Linked DNA regions of Mus musculus: all the other regions are linked to region 4. The links are chromatin contacts, called in public Hi-C maps. All regions are on one chromosome and are shown on one strand. The core of a region is the stretch at or near the end of the contact, and the rest is flanking DNA. Distances in the headings are between cores, read along the strand shown. Region 1 has its middle 2.8 kb from the start of Gm40930. Region 2 has its middle 8.7 kb from the start of Gm2233. Region 3 overlaps Gm40931 (a long non-coding RNA gene). Region 4 has its middle 16 kb from the start of A330076C08Rik.

The links. Hi-C and Micro-C count contacts between places; a contact is called where the count stands out from the background.
Region 1: a Hi-C map of the N1E-115 cell line shows a contact between it and region 4, with 4 times the contacts expected there. The contact joins two enhancer-like sites. A contact is called at or near these places in 2 of 484 Hi-C or Micro-C datasets (the N1E-115 cell line and uterus) and 2 of 115 datasets of contacts at active chromatin or transcription factors (CD8 T cells and cardiomyocytes).
Region 2: a Hi-C map of cortical neurons shows a contact between it and region 4, with 1.9 times the contacts expected there. The contact joins two enhancer-like sites. A contact is called at or near these places in 3 of 484 Hi-C or Micro-C datasets (cortical neurons and rod photoreceptor), 7 of 115 datasets of contacts at active chromatin or transcription factors (VIP interneurons, astrocytes, cardiomyocytes and 3 more) and 1 of 9 other capture datasets (embryonic stem cells).
Region 3: a contact with region 4 is called in a Hi-C map of the N1E-115 cell line, with 4 times the contacts expected there. The contact joins two enhancer-like sites. A contact is called at or near these places in 2 of 484 Hi-C or Micro-C datasets (the N1E-115 cell line and epidermal suprabasal cells), 3 of 115 datasets of contacts at active chromatin or transcription factors (embryonic basal ganglia, embryonic stem cells and heart atrium) and 1 of 9 other capture datasets (embryonic stem cells).

What each region holds. Positions count from the first base shown.
Region 1 is chr13:44,500,477-44,503,176 of GRCm38.p6, reverse strand. No RefSeq gene overlaps it. Among named protein-coding and RNA genes, the nearest start is that of Gm40930, 2.8 kb to the left of the region's middle. Within about 2 kb of position 1,421, at least 27 of the 459 cell types and tissues checked have an H3K27ac peak or open chromatin away from gene starts, as enhancers often do. A contact at or near this core is called in the N1E-115 cell line, where this site is marked.
Region 2 is chr13:43,938,849-43,941,548 of GRCm38.p6, reverse strand. No RefSeq gene overlaps it. Among named protein-coding and RNA genes, the nearest start is that of Gm2233, 8.7 kb to the left of the region's middle. Within about 2 kb of position 1,443, at least 14 of the 459 cell types and tissues checked have an H3K27ac peak or open chromatin away from gene starts, as enhancers often do. A contact at or near this core is called in cortical neurons, where this site is marked.
Region 3 is chr13:44,621,657-44,624,356 of GRCm38.p6, reverse strand. All of the region lies in intron 1 of Gm40931 (a long non-coding RNA gene), which reads left to right. Among named protein-coding and RNA genes, the nearest start is that of Gm40931, 14 kb to the left of the region's middle. Within about 2 kb of position 1,441, at least 32 of the 459 cell types and tissues checked have an H3K27ac peak or open chromatin away from gene starts, as enhancers often do. A contact at or near this core is called in the N1E-115 cell line, where this site is marked.
Region 4 is chr13:44,231,365-44,234,075 of GRCm38.p6, reverse strand. No RefSeq gene overlaps it. Among named protein-coding and RNA genes, the nearest start is that of A330076C08Rik, 16 kb to the right of the region's middle. Within about 2 kb of position 1,430, at least 71 of the 459 cell types and tissues checked have an H3K27ac peak or open chromatin away from gene starts, as enhancers often do. A contact at or near this core is called in the N1E-115 cell line and cortical neurons, where this site is marked.

The DNA.
Region 1 (2,700 bases), core at 172-2,671, 270 kb before region 4:
TGGATACAAAGTCTACAAACACTGCCCTGGAAAAGGCACATTTGTATCTCTTTCTCCAGAAGCTCCCAGAGAGCCAAGCTTGGTGGCTTGCCAAACGGACTTTACTCCTTCTGTGTGATGTAGAGAATACATTGTAGGCTAGCATCCTTCTGTCCTTGTGATCCCGGTGGGGAGGAGAGGGGGCTAGAGGAGAAAGATTGGCCAAGCGCCCATTAGACAATGGGCTAGGAACACAAATAGACTTAGGTAGAGCAGAGGATGAAAAGAAAAACAAACAAACAAACAAACATAAAAACCCCAAAGGTAAACGCTTCTTCCTACTTCCTGTTTCTTCCTGTGTACCGAGTCTGTGTGGGAAGAGAAGCCGGGAGCTGATTACTGTTTGGGGGCCTCTGATTACAAACCCACACGTGGAAAGATTAGGATCAAGGGACTCTGAAGCTACTAAACCTTTCCTCCTGCCTTGCCACCTGCTCCTCTTCCCCTAGCTGGTGGGGTCCAGGGAGTTCTCTTCTTTAATCTTTGTTGACTGCTAATCCCTGTTTCATTAGGGTGGAGGGCTCCCTCTGCAAATTATGGGTTGGGGACAAAATTCCTTAGCATCCTGTCTCTGAGTAGGGACGGTCGGTCCTAAAATGTCACCTACCCAACGATCAGATCTTTCTATATTCCCTCCCACACCTAATTTTTTCTGCCACACAACAGCTGTCACATTTCACGGCCACCCTTGAACTGCTGGGTCTTTGGCTCTGTGTGTGTGTGTGTGTGTGTGAGAAAGAGAGAGAGAGAGAGAGAGAGAGAGAGAGAGAGAGAGAGAGAGAGAGAGAGAGAGAGAGAGAGAGATTGAGTGACATGAGCATCTAGCTCACTTCCAACTAATCCCAGAAACCTCCCCTTCGGAGTATTTTTAGCACTCTGACATCATCTTGCTGACTTCATCCCGATGTGCAGCCAGGCCCCCTAAGGGCATGGCAGGCACTAATACAAGGTTACCATTACCACCCTCCAGGGGTATTCAAAGTGACTGTCTTAAGGGTTTCTGGCCAAGAGTCAACAGACCTCCTCAATTGATACCCAGAGGCAGACAATACAGAGGCCACAGTACCACCCAAACTCTGACAGGAGAGCCCAACTGCTAAGCTCTGATAATAGGCTGAACAGAGGATGTGGCAGCTCCCACTTCCTGACTGGAGCCTCCAGCATTGTTGTGCCAGGCAACAGCTGCTTGGTATCAAGGCAAGGCCAGACTCCAGCTGGGGAGGGGAGTGTGCCTTGGCTTGCCATTTAGATGTATAGGGGCAACTTCTCCTGCTGGAGCAGGCTCATCCAACACTCACAGGCTGTCTCAAGGCGAGCGCAGGTGTTAAGAACGATAGAGCTCAGGAGTGTGAGATGGCCCAGTGGGTAGAAGGCTCTACACACACAGTGGAAGGAGAGAACTGTGCCCTTTGACCTTCACATATGCACCTTGGCATGCCTCCCAAGCCTAAAGATAAATAAAATGAAATTAAAATGTTAGCGTGGGAAGGAAGCAGAGCCTGATTTTAATTTTGCAGGTGAGGCATGGATGTTATTGTGGATAGACTTATTTGGCACGTCTTACCATCTGTCACACACTGCATGTGCTTTCTGGTTCTTTTTGCCAGAACCATGTATGTGTATATATACACACATACATGAATGTAATATTCATGTATATATACACACATACATGAATGTAATAATTCATTGTGGTGCTAGGAATTGCACCTAGTGCCTCTTTTTTCTTTTTTAAAAAAGATTTAATTATTTAAGTACACTGTACCTGCCACACAAGAAGAGGGCATCAGATCCCATTACAGATGGTTGTGAGCCACCACGTGGTTGCTGGGATTTGAACTCAGGACCTCTGGAAGAGCAGTCAGTGCTCTTAACCACTGAGTCATCTCTCTAGCCCTGCACTTAATGCCTTATGCATGACAAGCACGCATTTTACAGCAAACCTGTTTCTCTGATTTCTATACTGGACACTTACGATATCAGTTTCTCTCGTTATTGGTTCTTAATTTTAATGATGCTCTTGTATCTGTCTGCCAAATTTCTCGTTTGTGAAGCTGGGGTTTTCTTTTTTCTTTTTCTTTTCTTTCTTTCTTTCTTTCTTTTTTTTTTTTTTTTTTTTTTTTTTTTTTTTTTTTTTTTTTTTTTTTTTTTTTTTTTGAGGCAGGTTTCTCTGTATAGCCCTGGCTGTCCTGGAACTCACTTTGTAGACCAGGCTGGCCTCAAACTCTAAAATCCGCCTGCCTCTGCCTCCCGAGTGCTGGGATTAAAGGCATGCACCACCACCACGCCTGGCTTGGGGTTTTCAACGGTGCTTTGCTTGCTCAGAATTCGTGTGGCCCTGGGCTCCATCCTCGGCCACCAAAATGAACATGTTTGTATAATGAGTGGTTATCGTGTAAAGTCATACGGCAAGCTCTGCAGTTTCCTACAAACTTCTATCCGTCTGTTTTTGCGTCTTTAGGTGGCTCTCGAGTTATTACCACAGTGAAAATCATGTGCTTGTTTTCTGACTTTATTATTCACATGTATGGTCATCTTCTTGTCAGCATGAACCTTCTTGTCTCATTTGTTTATTTCTGTCAGTAGAGAGTTAGGGGTTACCTTTCCTTCAATGGTTTATAATCGGTAACTCCCTTTATTTATTTGGTTGTTCAAATTATC
Region 2 (2,700 bases), core at 194-2,693, 290 kb after region 4:
GTGCAACAGTGTCAGTCAAAAGAGCACACGTCCTGGGTTGGAGTGACATCTCAGCTGTTCAGATTGGGTACTGCGCTCTCCTAGAGGACAAGTTCTGGTGCCAGTAAATACTTCCTGGGTAGCTACCGAATATCTGTAGCCCCCAGCCCTGAGCTCCAAGAACCCTTCACTCATAGGAAAAAGTTCTAGCAGTCTGGGTCGGTCCCTGGCATCAGAAGCCTGGCTCATGTGTTCTTCAATACTCTGTTACTCCTCATGTTTGCATCCAGTTATGTATCTACCTGTGAGCAGGAGATTTGTTCACTTGTTTAGCAATAGCTCCATTAAGTCTGTACCCAGTAATTTCTATATGACAGTCCCAGGCTAAGCCCTGGGAAGAGTTAGAATACCAAATCAGATGGCTTTCAACTGTCTCTTCAAGATATCTTTAGGGCAGGACTTTGTGCGCATGTTTGTGTGTGGTCGGGAGGGGTATTAGGATCCTCTGCTTTGGGTTTAGTTGGCAAGGTTTAATTTCGATTCTTTGTTCTGGTCTCCAGTGAAATGCCTCTTTGCTTTCATGGCCCTTTTAGGCCAGAAAGTTTGTTTACCTTGGCAAAAGCAAATTGGGAAGCAAAGGACTTACATTTTTGTATCACCTTTCATCATCGAAGGAAGTCAGAACAGGAACTCAAACAGGGCAGGAACCAGGAGGCAGGAGCTGACGCAGAGGCCATGGAGGGATGCTGCTTACTGGCTTGCTCTTCATGGCTTGCTCATCCCGCTTTCTTACAAAACCCTGAACCACCAGCCCGGGGATGAAATCACCCACCATGGGCTGGGCCCTCCCACATCAATCCCTAATTAAGAAAATGCCCTATGGGCTTGCCTGTAGCCTGATCTCATGAAGACATTTTCTTAATTAAGTTCCCCTCCTCTCAGATGACTTTAGCTGTGTTAAGTTGACATAAAACTAGCCTGCAAGTACAGTGATGTATGTGTAAACGTGTGCAAACGGTGTGCAAGCAAGGCCAAAGGAAGTCATCTGCTGTCTAAATCCCTGCTTTATTTCTTTGAGTCAGGATCTCTCACTGAACTTGGAGCTAGCCTGGTGGACAACAAGGTTCAGCAATCCTCCTGTCTCATTGTGACAGATCACTGGGGTATATATGCTTGTGCATACCCATGCATATCTTTTGATGTGGGTGGCCACTAGAGATTTGAACTTGGGTCCTCGTGCTTGAGCATCAAATATTCATACCCGGTGAGCCATCGCCCCAACCCTCCTGTGCTCTCTTAACAGGGCTTGAGTTTCTGTTGAAGGATTGGTTGGTGTCACTGTTTTCTCTTAAGCTGTCTGCTGACTAGGGTGACCCGGGCACAGGGTGCCTAGGTTCTGACGCAGATTTGGAACCTACAGTCCGAAGCTCTTCAGGCATCCTCTTCTCCGTTACCATGGAACGGACAGAATAGCTTGGACTCTGAAGCAGAGTCACAAGAAGTGTGATTCATCCAGAGCAGCATCACCATGCAGAACAAGCAAATACAAAATCCTAAAAAAGAACAAAACCTTAGTAATATGCACTGCTCTGACTTAGTAAGCAGGGCATTTTGTGGCTACTCTGTTAAAAATTTGTTGGTCATTTTCACGACTTAGTTATTCTGTGTGCCTATTTCTTTTCCAGAGAAAGAACAAGGATACATTTACTTTAGCATTTTTTTTTCTCTTTACTGGGTGCTTTCCACATTGCTCCTGAAGCCCATTTCCACATACAGAATATATTTAAGGAGCTGTCTTCTGATTAAAGAGAAAAACATGTATGTAACTAATTTCCTATAGACTTTTAAAACACTTTGTTCATCTAGATGTGTGTATTTCTACTCTAATTGAAATTCCAAAATAGTCACTTTCTGAACTGTCAAAATTGTAAAGCTGTTGATGGGTGCAGCTCTGGGGTTTCCATGGTAACTACTTTCATTGCCTAGGAGATGCTGGTCTGCTGACGCTACTTGCTGAACTGGCTCAAATCTTGAAAAGTTGGCGCTACCCAGGAGTGTGCGAGCATGTCCTGAAAGTTTAGCAGGCTTTAATCTCTAATAGCTGACACCAAGCGTGGTTGTATCAGGTTTCCTCTGGCTGAGATAGCTCTGTCTGACCTGAAGTTCTTCACTCTGTTGAGGATAAGCTGTTTGACAATCATCTAATGTTAGCTACTAGGTCCTATTTGGACAGTGATCATTTATATGAATAATTCCCAAATTACATTACCTTGGTTACTAATAGGTGGCCAAAGATGACAGAATTTTAGTTTGTTCATGGGGCAGCAAGATGTTCCAAAGGCAAATGGTACACAGACCATTACACAAGTCTGTGAGCTCTCTCTCTCTCTCTCTCTCTCTCTCTCTCTCTCTCTCTCATTCAGGAAACTCCAATTTCTTCTAATTATATCCTGAGGATCATTTAAACAGGGCGGTCCATTTGAAAGCAGTCACTTTTAAAGCTATTTTGCACTAAATGAGTTTTCTTTTAGATGTGTTTGGCTGGCTCAAGAATCAATCACCACATGCAAATGTGCTGATAAATAAAGCCCTGGCTGCATCTTGGAGCTTCCTCAAAAACTGATGTGCGTGCTGTCTGCTGAAAACGGAACCCTTAAACACTCCTTAAACGTTTAAGTGTACGCCGCTGAATCCAAGGTGTCCATTTGATGTGTGTCAATT
Region 3 (2,700 bases), core at 192-2,691, 390 kb before region 4:
CCACTCAGTCCCCAGCACTGCAACACATTACACTACCACTTCCAGTCCCCACCAATTCTTTTTAATTTTGTGGACAGAGGGCCTTATTACAGAGGCCAGGCTGGCGTGGCACGAGAGGATCTCCTCCCTCAGTCTCTCAGTCTGGAATTGCAGGCCTGGGCTATCATGCTCAGTTCCTCCTCCTCCTCCCTCTTCTCCTCCTCCTCCCCCTCCTTCTCCCTCCTCTTCCTATTGCTATTCATTATTACTTTGTAGGTCTGGATGGAACTTGCATATCTAGGCAAGTGTTCTACCACTGAGCCTCATCTCCAGCCCCATCCATAGGTCTCTTTCTTGAGAAGGCAGATGATTCTCGGAAGGAGATTGCAGCTGTAGGTTGAGCATCTGCAACCGTCCCAGCGCTCTGGAGGCAGGGGCAGGATTGGGATGCATAGTGTGGCACTTCATAGTGCGACAACCTACTTCCCCCTGCCTGGAAAACAATGAAAAAATGAACTCATGCTTGCCTAGAGGAGCATCCAGTAAAGTTCAATCACTCAATTTATTTTTTAATGCTAAGTTTTCCATTCTTCATCTATTTTGTTTGTTTATTGCTCTCGTGTGTGTGTGTGTGTGTGTGTGTGTGTGTGTGTATGTGTGTGTGTATGTGTGTCACAGTGCTTGCGTGGAGTCACAGGATGACTTGAGGAAGTCAGTTGCTTTTGTTCACTGTGTCAGGCCTAGGGATTGAATTTAGATCCTCAGACTTGGTGGCAAGTGTCTGTAAGAGCTGAGCCATCTTACTGGCCTCCCGCACTCTAGGTCAGATGTCCTGACTGGAAGCTGGAACATGTGTGAGTCCATCACAGACACCTCCCACACTCACTGGATGGTCTCGGAAGTGTTGGAGTTTGTGGCCGACCTGTGTCATGGCCTGCTTTTGCTGTGTCAGTCGTGTTGTTGGGCGTGGAAACAGTTGCTTTTTCATGTATTTGGGTATCACTCACTCCTTGAGTAAGGCCCGTTTGTGTGCCTCCTGCTTTGGTGGAGAGCCAGGAGGAGGCCCGTGTACCTTAGCTGCTCTGTTTGAGCCAATGTTTCTTTTTTTTTTTTTTCCCTGATGGCTTCGCTGGAGCTCAGCATCTGTTGAACCTCACCGGGATGTGGTGAGGGCTAATTAGATAATGCCTGGAAAGCACTTGGAGCTCCTCGGAGATGGGCTCTCTGCATGCATTATTAATAGAGATGGGGCACAGTGTTCCCAAACAGCGCATGGTGCCTCCTTAAACCCCTGGGGTAGGGGGTAGGAAAGGCAGTGTGTGTAGAGGGGGATGGCTAGAGAACAGAAGGGGCTTGCAGTCCTGCAGTGTGGCATGGGTGCTGAGACTGGGGACAAGGACTGTTGTTGAAGGTGAAATACAAGCTGTCTCCTCGACCGGCTGTGCTAACATGAACAGTGTAAGGGGTGCAGAGGGCAGTTCCTGCTAAACCGGTCTGTGGGAGCCCCAGAGGGAATCTGTCAGCCTGGGTCCCAGCCAGGCTGTCCTTCCCTTGGGGTTATTTCCAATCAGGGGACCATGCCAGCTTCCAAGGCCACTTCTGGAGCTGGGCAACGTTCCCCCTGAGAATTCTCTCTGCTGACTAGCCGGCCCAGTTTTCTGAGGGAGGAGGGGAACGGTGACCTTCTTGATTTGTCCCCTCCCCTGTTGCAAAGGTTGTGTGGGGAGTGTGGCACACAAATGCTAGTGGCACAGGGGTGGTTATTAAAGGACTGATCTGGGGTCATCTGACGTCAGTGGCCTGGAATCCTTGCACATTGGAGGAGTTAATCTGTAGGACTTGAACTGTTTTCCTGTTCACTGCACAGGGAGGTGGGTGGTCTGGCAGGTGTGTGTCACCTAATAGGTAGATGAGGTCTTTGGATTGGATGTGTACCTCACACCCCAGTCTATGTTGAAGGTCTAACCCCGTGTCCTACTTTCTGTTGCTGTGATAAGACATCTCGGACAATAGCAACTTAGAGAGAGAAAGTATTCATCTGGCTTCACATCCAGGTTACACCCACCATTCCCTCAGGAAGTCAAAGTGACAGGGACTTGAGGTAGCTGGTTACCTCATATCCATGGTCACGAGCTGGCGAAAGTGAGTCTAATGGCCTTGCCACATACATTCAGGGGCTGAAAATCTCAAACTCCTGTAGCCTGGAAGAAAAGAGATCAGAGTCAGTGAGCAGCAGCGATGTCTGACAGCAAGAATCCCAAGGCTAAGCCGGGCGTGGTGGTGCACACCTTTAATCCCAGCACTTGTGAGGCAGAAGCAGAGGCAGGCAGATTTCTGAGTTCGAGGCCAGCCTGGTCTACAAAGTGAGTTCCAGGACAGCCAGGGTTACACAGAGAAACCCTGTCCCGAAAAACAAACAAACAAAACTCCAAAAACAAACACCCCCCCAAACAAAAAACAAACAAACAAAAAGAATCCCAAGGCCAGAGAACAGAGGATACATTCATACTCGCTGTGACTCAGTTCACTCTCTCCCCTTGTCCTAGATAGTTTTATGTCAACCTGACACAAGCTAGGATCATCTGAAAGGAGGGAAACTCAACTGGGAAAATGCCTCCATAAGATCAGGCTGTAGGGCCTTTTCTTAATTAGTGACTGAGGTGGGAGGGCCCATTGTGGGTGGAGCCACCCTTGGGCTGGTGGTCCTGGGTTCTATAAGAA
Region 4 (2,711 bases), core at 181-2,680:
CTGTTACTCAGCATACATATGGCGAAAGTCCAGTTTTACATGGAAACATAAAGAGTTTTACTTTTCAAACCCCCAGGCCTATGTGCATTGGCAGATGGCACATTATTTATAACCATACTCTTCGAAGTATGCCCATGGAGGGAATTCTTTCTGAAGGGACAGGGGTAATAAATGGTGGTATGCTATAGCTAAAGTGGAGATATTTATCACCGAGCTGTGTGGCTGCTCCCAGGGCTTGCCTTTCCCCCAGATGCAGGAAGCCAGGAGCCCAGATTTCTGACTTCAGAGTTGCCTATACTTTGATTATAAGACCAAACGTAGCTGAATGAAAATGAAATACTAGCTTCTAACATCGGAGTTAGATGTGAATCGAGTTCATTTATTCTATAGTGCAGATAGCTGATACCAGGCCCAAAACAGAGCAGGGAGTGTGACAGGAGCCAGAGGAGCAGCCCTGTGTGGAAGAAGGGTTAAGGCCACAGAAGAGGAGGGGATGCTGCTTTCAGGAAGAAATCCCTCCTTTATTTTTCCTCTCCTAAGACCAACCAGAAACCAGATACAAGGTCTCAGTGCAGAGACTGTCGCAGACTCCTTTGTGACTCAGGGTCATTTTCAAGACCGAACACTATTGCAAAGGTCAGACAAAACTGCCCAGGCCACAACCAGAGTCTATAACAGCAGTTCTCAACCTGTGGGGCATGAATCCCTTTGCAAGCCTCTAGCTTCAAAAATATTTACATTACAATTCATAACAGTAGCAAAATTACACTTCTGAAGTAGCAACTAAAATAATTTTATGGTGTGGGGGGGGTCACCTCAGCATGAGGAACTGCATTAAAGGGTCACAGCATTAGGGAGGTTGAGAACCACTGCTTCTAAAGGGATTTTTTTTATGCAAAAAATTTTACCGTCACTCATTGGAGTGGGGGAGGGAGCTAGAAAAACATATAGTATAGAGCATGAACATGTATACAGCTTAGCATAAACCATGCAAAGAGAAAAAAAACCAAAAAACTGTAATTCTGAAAACTCTTCTTCAGTTTCCCCCATATTTAACAGCATAAAGCATCTTTCCCACTCCCCAACTTAAAGAAAGACTTCAAGATGATGTCCATGGCAGTTTACCCAGGGTAGGGGGGAGCTTGCAAAACTAGCAGCTGTGTTCATTCTGAGCGGTGTGCTTTTTTGAGGGAGGGGGCTGGGGAGACTTGTCCTCCGAGTCATCTTAAGTCTTAGGATAATACTTACCTGAAGAGTTGGCTTGCCACATCCAGCTCAGGCGTGGAGTTTGGGATCGGTTGCACCCTGCTTAAACAGCGATCTGGGCAGCTGTGTGTATGCACGTGCTGTAGCTGCAGTGCACGCGTGAGCACGTGTTTGAACCTGCCTACCAACTGGGAATGGGCGTGGGCTGTGTGAAGCTCTCGCTCTTGTTTCCATCTCTGACTTGCAAATGAGGCCTGTTTTCATAAACTCAGTCAGGCTGTGGGAGTAGGAGCCAGAAGATCCGAGGGAGTTTTTCCCATAATGCTTGCTGCCCCCCCCCCGGGGGGGGGGAAGACACAAACCTGGTGGTGTCTAAGGCAGGGAAGACCTATCTCCAGGTGAGGCCGAGAAGGATAATAAATACCGTTTGCTGGCATGAGTTCCTAGGGCAGAGCTGGCCACAGGAATCGAGGTCCCCAGGATGTGAGGACCCCTTACAAAGCAGGCATTTATGAACCGGTTTGCTCGCCACTAATTAATTCCCCAGACATTCACCAACAGTAACAATCCCTTCAATTAGAGGCCAGGCCCTGGAAAGCCCTGCTGTTTATTGGAACTGACATCTGCATGGCCAAGTGTGACTGTGTTAATACGGAAATGCACAAAGGGACCCGGAGTCCTCCCTCCCCATCCCCGTAGCCCCCCTGTAACTTTTAAGCAAGGATTTGGCTCTTTAAGGAGTTTTTAATTTGTGGCTTTGCACTTTGGTGGTTAGCTTGTCAGCACGTTGCTTACGCTTCTCCCTGGGCTGTGATGTGCCCCTGTTCTGGGTTCTATCATAAGCTCATGAAAAGGACCTCAGACACTCTAAGGACAGATCTGCTGGAACTAGAGTTACAGTCTCCTGCGAGCTGCTATGTAGGTGCTGGTCACCAAATGTGTGTCCTCTGCAAGAGCAGAAAGTGCTTGACAGCTGAGCCATCTCTTCAGCCCTGGGTGTTGTTGTTGTTTGTTATTATTGTTAGCTTGTTTGTTTGTTTCCTGGCATTTTTAGGAAGTTGACTTTCCCGATTCTCCTATTCTGGGGAGATGTCAGGCTAGATGGTACCAAGATGATTAAGGGAATACACCCCTGACCACTGAGAAAGAGGATTAAACCTGAGCGAATTCACAGATCTAGACAAGGCAGGATTAAGACAGGCTGGTGGTAAGAGGGAGCCAGGGATAAGAGGGCAGGGCTCCAGGGGAGATGCAGGCAGCTGGCTGGCCAGCTTTGTGGAAGCCCTGGCTTCCACAGGCATTCACTAGGGGTCCAGAAAGCCAGTCTGGGCACAGAAAGGGACTGGGTCATCTGGGGGCATGCACTCTGGGCTGAGGGAGACTCTCACTGCGAGGCAGAGCGTAAGCTGATCATTTGAGGCTTGGCTGACCAGGGCATTAAGTCTGCAATAATTTAGACAGATGGAGACCAGTGGGATGTGGGAGTTACTTCAGGAGAATCAGAG